Regions from separate parts of the Mus musculus genome. Here region 1 is linked to region 2. The links are chromatin contacts, called in public promoter capture Hi-C maps. All regions are on one chromosome and are shown on one strand. The core of a region is the stretch at or near the end of the contact, and the rest is flanking DNA. Distances in the headings are between cores, read along the strand shown.

What was found. Promoter capture Hi-C pulls out the DNA fragments that hold promoters and counts their contacts.
Region 1: a promoter capture Hi-C map of liver shows a contact between it and region 2, with 3 times the contacts expected there. The contact joins the enhancer-like site here to the promoter of Cyp2a22 in region 2. A contact is called at or near these places in 3 of 39 promoter capture datasets (the 3T3-L1 cell line and liver), 1 of 484 Hi-C or Micro-C datasets (liver) and 1 of 9 other capture datasets (embryonic stem cells).

Annotation. Positions count from the first base shown.
Region 1 is chr7:27,127,859-27,130,558 of GRCm38.p6, reverse strand. It overlaps Cyp2f2 (cytochrome P450, family 2, subfamily f, polypeptide 2), which reads right to left. Exons shown (of 10, transcript NM_007817.2): 5 at 1,208-1,368; 6 at 666-842; 7 at 124-265. Among named protein-coding and RNA genes, the nearest start is that of Cyp2f2, 9.3 kb to the right of the region's middle. Within about 2 kb of position 1,413, at least 6 of the 459 cell types and tissues checked have an H3K27ac peak or open chromatin away from gene starts, as enhancers often do. A contact at or near this core is called in liver, where this site is marked.
Region 2 is chr7:26,938,074-26,940,773 of GRCm38.p6, reverse strand. Cyp2a22 (cytochrome P450, family 2, subfamily a, polypeptide 22) reads left to right here and starts at 1,388. Exons shown (of 9, transcript NM_001101467.1): 1 at 1,388-1,591; 2 at 1,872-2,034; 3 at 2,546-2,695. The coding sequence starts at 1,415.

The sequences.
Region 1 (2,700 bases), core at 164-2,663, 190 kb before region 2:
TTTGGCTTGTATGAGAGGGTTGTTAATGGAGGGCTCTACTAGACCCTCTGGACGGGGTAGGGTGGGGGTGGAGGGTAGGAGAAGGGAGGAGGTAATGTAGAGGGGACATTGCTGCCCGTGTACCTTGCACTTTGGGGTATTTCATAAGAATAAGGAAGGCGTGACGCAGTGTGGTGCCCACGGTTTCTGTGCCACCGAAGAGCAGGTTGTGTGTGGTCATCAGCAGGGTATCCATATTGAAGTGGCTCAGTGGGTCTTGCTTCTCCTGTGGTTGAAGGATGGTACTATGAGTCAGGGACTGGGAGAAGCTTATACTTCGGAGCCTCTGTGATCCACTCAACTGCTACCGTCACTAGTCGCTGGCTCTGTCCCTCTCTTGAGCTAACTTTTTTTTTTTTTTTTTTTTTTTTTTTTGGTGGGAGCCGGGTAGTGTGAAGGGAGAGAGAAAAAGTGACAAGGCCCAAGGTGAACAATTTGGCCAACCACAACGGCTTAATAATTTGTTAATTGGTAGTCGCTTTGGGCAGCTGTCCAGCAGGGCCAGGTGCCACAGCTTCAGGACTCTACCCAAACTGAGATCTGTGCACGTTTGAGGCGGGGAGCGGGAGGGGGCAGCAGGAGGGCTTCACACCAGCCTAGAGGGAGAATCTTCATCCTACAGCTACCTGTGCCATCTTTGTGAGGAAGCAGTCGATGAAGTCCCGGGGAGAGTTGGGGTCCAGGGAATCCTGGTGTTCGCGGACGCTGCGGGCAATGAGATCTTTCATGCCTCCAAAGTTCCGGAACAAGCGTTTGTGTGGCCCAGGTATCCAATCAAGGACACTTGGGAAGATGTTGTACATCTGGGGACCAGAGTTGGAGAGGCTTCGTGAAGCAAGCTTGGGGGTTGATGGATAGGCTAAGCAAAGCAAACTTAAATCAACTCTGACCTGGTCTTGTCATGGGCAGCCAAGTTCTGCAAGGGTGGAACGAGAGTGGGAGGGAGGGGGGCAGGACAGAGGAGGATGGGTGGACCGTGTAACTGGGGGTGGGGTTTTAAGGAGGAGTTCTTTCTATTTTGTCTAGCTTGGTCAGGAACTTGTGGCAATCCTCTCCCCTCGGCCTCCTTAGTATGGGGTTTATAGGCATGTATCTCATCACTGGCCCCTGGTACATTTTTGGACCCTGTGGACCCATGATCCCATCTGGTTGACCTCCGAGTGCTTACCTCGCCCCAAGGGCTGCTCATAATCTTGAAGTTGTCATTGATAAAGTGGATGATGGTGAGCAGACGCTCATCGTCATAGTCGAAGCGACTTCCGAAGACGACAGAGCAGATAATGTTGGACACAGAGCGGCTCAGGATAAACACGGGGTCAAAGGGCTTGCCTGAGGTGGAGAGATGAAGTAGGTCAGTGTGAAGCTCTGCCAATACAACATGTGCCAGATGGAGTGCTCCCACGATTCCTGCTTGCTCAGAATTCACCCACCGTGAGACAGCACCTCACAGTCCAGAATGCTCTCACGAGGCCACGCAATGTGCAATATGACAGGCCACGCAATGTGTGATATGACAATACTCCTAAATAATTTGGCAATGTCATGTACAACAAAACTCTTGCAGAACAAGAATACATTACACTGCCCACAGCACGGCACACAGGTATCATAGCCAACAGCTGCCCACAAAATCACCAGTGAGTACAGCCAAAGAGTCCTAAGGGTGGTTAGCACCTGTAACCCCTGCTGAGGCAGGATGGTTGCCTCAAGTTTGAGGTCAGCCTGGGTTATAAGGCTCAAAACTGTCTCAAAATCAGACAGCTAGGGACCAGAGGGCTTCCTCAGGCTATTAATGATTGCCTATAACTCCAGGAGATCTGACCTTCCTTATGACCTTGGCAGGCACCCCTGAACACTCTGCATGCCACAAACACATATGCATACAAGTAAACCCTAAATTAATAAAAAAAATAGACATTTGTTTATAGTGGTTGACCTCTGCAATCTCAGCACTTGGGAGGCAGAGGGTAGGGATCAGGAGTTCCAGGTTATTCTTGGTTGCATAGAGAGTTTGAGACCACCCAGGGCTATGAGAGACTTTGTCTCAATGAAAGAAACCAAACCAAACCTCATAAACCAACCAAGCACAAAATATGCCAGTACAGACAGCCCAGGGACATCCCAAGGCGCAGTCGCAATGTACCACCTCATGGTGTCAGTATACTCCAACATCCGGCTGCCAACATACAGCAGTAACTCACAGCAACTCATAGGATAGTGCAGAACACACTGTAGTATCCTGGCAGCAGAAGAGGTGATGCATAGTAAGTTAACATTGGGGTGCAGCAGACTCACAGTGAAGTGTCATACACAATGCCAGAGGACAACTTTACCTCAGGATAGACCACAAACATATTGTCTAACCTCTTATCATTCAACAGCCAAACACACTATAGGATACAATAAAAGCAACAAATGCTAGGTCAGGTGGTGCAGGAGGCCTGTAATCCCAGCACTTGGGAGACTGAGGCAGGAGGCTCATTGTGAGTTCCAGGCCAGCCTGGGCTACAGAGTTTCTGTTATGAAAACAAACAAACAAAACTCACATTTCAACACAACATTTAAGGTGTAAGAGCAGAAAGTCCAGAAAACAGTTTCTGGAGGTAGGACTTTGCTTTGATTCTAGTGTGGGCTCTTAGTCTCCATGTTTTTTTTTTTTTT
Region 2 (2,700 bases), core at 139-2,638:
TAAATAAATAAATAAAGAGATGTTGGATATTTCGGTTTGGGTTTTGAGACAGAATTTCTCTTTGTAACAAGCGCTAGCTATCCTAGACTTGCTTTGTAGACCAGACTGGCCTTGAACTCAGAGATCCACCTGCCTCTGCCTCCTGAGTGTTGGGATTAAAGGTGTGTGATACCACACACAGAAATGTTGAATTTTTTTTTAAAAGAAATTCAGCAACATAAGATCAGCATGGTTATTTGCTCCTCCTCTTCTTATAGCTTCAGTATTCCAGGGTCAGCCTATGCTCTCCACACTGGTGTTGTCCTAAATTTCTGTCATAAATCTTCCCTTTGTCTACTAAGAACAGGCTCTGAAAAACCAAGAAATGCTGCTTTTAAAAATCTTATGCACCTTCAAAGGGAACTTTCACTTCACATGCACCCACTGTGCACAGCTTGTATGGCAATTAAGATACAGGATGCCCACAGACTTGGATTCGGGAGCTTGACCCAAAGGTCTTTCACCAATGTGCTCCATGCTTGCCCTGTGTCCTGTGGTAAACATGGATACTAATTACAGAAGTCACCTGTATCACAGTGAGCTACCATAAGGGTCTTAATGGGAACTCAGTAGGAGTCTTTGCCAATTAGAAGCCTTCTGACAACTGGGGTTTCCCAATATTCAAGCTGTTATTTCACAAAACTTCTATAAGTCCTTCACTAACATTATGAGTTATTCTCCTCTAGTCTGTGAAAAGATCTGATAAAATATACCTGTGGTTTTCTACCCTTTTCCAAGCCATGCATAGGCAGGGAAAGTTGCTCACCCTAACCTGAAGTTGAGGATCCTTTTAGAACTCTGTGCACCCATTAGTGGTGGCACATGCCTTTAATCCCAGTGCTCAGCAGGCAGAGGCAAAGGGATCGCTGTGAGTTCAAGGCCAAACTGGTCTACAGAGTGAGTTCTAGGATAGCCAGAGAAACTCTGTCTGTAAGAGAAAGAAAGAAGAAGGGAAGGAAGAAAGGAAGGAAGAAAGGAAGGAAGGAAGGGAGGGAGGGAGGGAGGGAGGGAGGAAGGGAAGGAGGGAGGGAGGGAGGGAGGAAGGGAAGGAGGGAGGGAGGGAGGGAGGAAGGGAGGGAGGGAGATAGTGGGAAGGGGTGACCGGGAGGGAGGCAATGAGCCTCTCGAAGGGGCACCACAACCCAGCAAGGCTTTAAGCATTTCAAATTAAGCCTAGCACCCAGAGGTCTTCCTCTTTGCCCATGTTGTGGGTGTTGCAACACAGACAGAGTCCATGTAAGGAGATAGAATTGCAATCCAAAAGACTCAACTAGGTAAATAGGAGCAAAGGCCATCTTCTGCCCATTCTGTCCCTGGGCGTATAAAGGTAGAATCTCAGCCTTGGCTATCAGCCTGTCAGTCCTCACTGGCCATCATGCTGGGCTCAGGGCTGCTCCTCGTAGCCATACTGGCCTTCCTGAGTGTGATGGTCTTGGTGTCTGTCTGGCAGCAGAAAATCAGGGGGAAGTTGCCCCCAGGACCCATTCCTTTGCCTTTCATTGGAAATTACCTGCAACTGAATAGAAAAGATGTATACAGCTCCATCACACAGGTATCACTGGATGAAGGGATGGATGGGACATGGGACACAGACAAGAGTCTGTGTGATTGCAGACGTTTTGTGTCAGAAAATTCACAGAATAATCCAAAGTCTCTTACTAGTGGGGTTTAGAAGGCTCTGGAGCTATTTCAAGACTTTGGTTTGTTTTCTGTTTGTTTGTTTGTTTGTTTGTTTTCAAGCATTTCTTTGTAGGATATCACATAATCTGACCTCTGTACTGGTCCAGTTAAGTGAGTAAGTCCTCTAACAGCCCCTATTTCCCCCACATCAGCTCCAAGAGCACTATGGCCCTGTGTTCACCATCCACCTTGGGCCTCGCCGGGTTGTGGTGCTATATGGATACGATGCAGTCAAAGAGGCTTTGGAGGACAACGCTGAGGAGTTCAGTGGACGAGGCGAACAGGCCACCTTTAATACACTCTTCAAAGGCTATGGTGAGGAGGATCTGAAATCTGTGATTGTAGACAGACTTTTTTTTTTTTTTTTTTTTCTTCGAGACAGGGTTTCTCTGTGTAGCCCTGGCTGTCCTGGAACTCACTCTGTAGACCAGGCTGGCCTCGAACTCAGAAATCCACCTGCCTCTGCCTCCCGAGTGCTGGGATTAAAGGCGTGCGCCACCACGCCCGGCTGTAGACAGACTTTTGCTACTTTGTGGGCTCTTCTTTCTTCCACCCTTCACCCTCTTTGCCTATTAACCTTCTAACACTAGGCAGGAGAGAAAAAGAGAGAGAGATGAACAGGAACAAATTTAGCAGATTTTTTTTAATTAGGTATTTTCTTCATTTACATTTCCAATGCAGGGTCTGTTTTTGTATATTCTGTGTTCTTTCCATCTCTATCCATCTGTCTCTCTTCTTTTCTCTTAGAAGCCTTTTCCAGTGTGGACCTGGTCCTTCCTTAGCCTCAGTCTACTTCTCTCCAACCCTCATGTTTTTATCTTTACAGGTGTGACATTCAGCAATGGGGAACGAGCCAAACAACTCAGACGCTTCTCCATAGCCACACTGAAGGATTTCGGCTTGGGCAAGCGAGGTATGGAGGAGCGCATCCAGGAGGAGGCAGGCTGTTTGATCAAGATGTTGCAGGGCACTTGTGGTAAG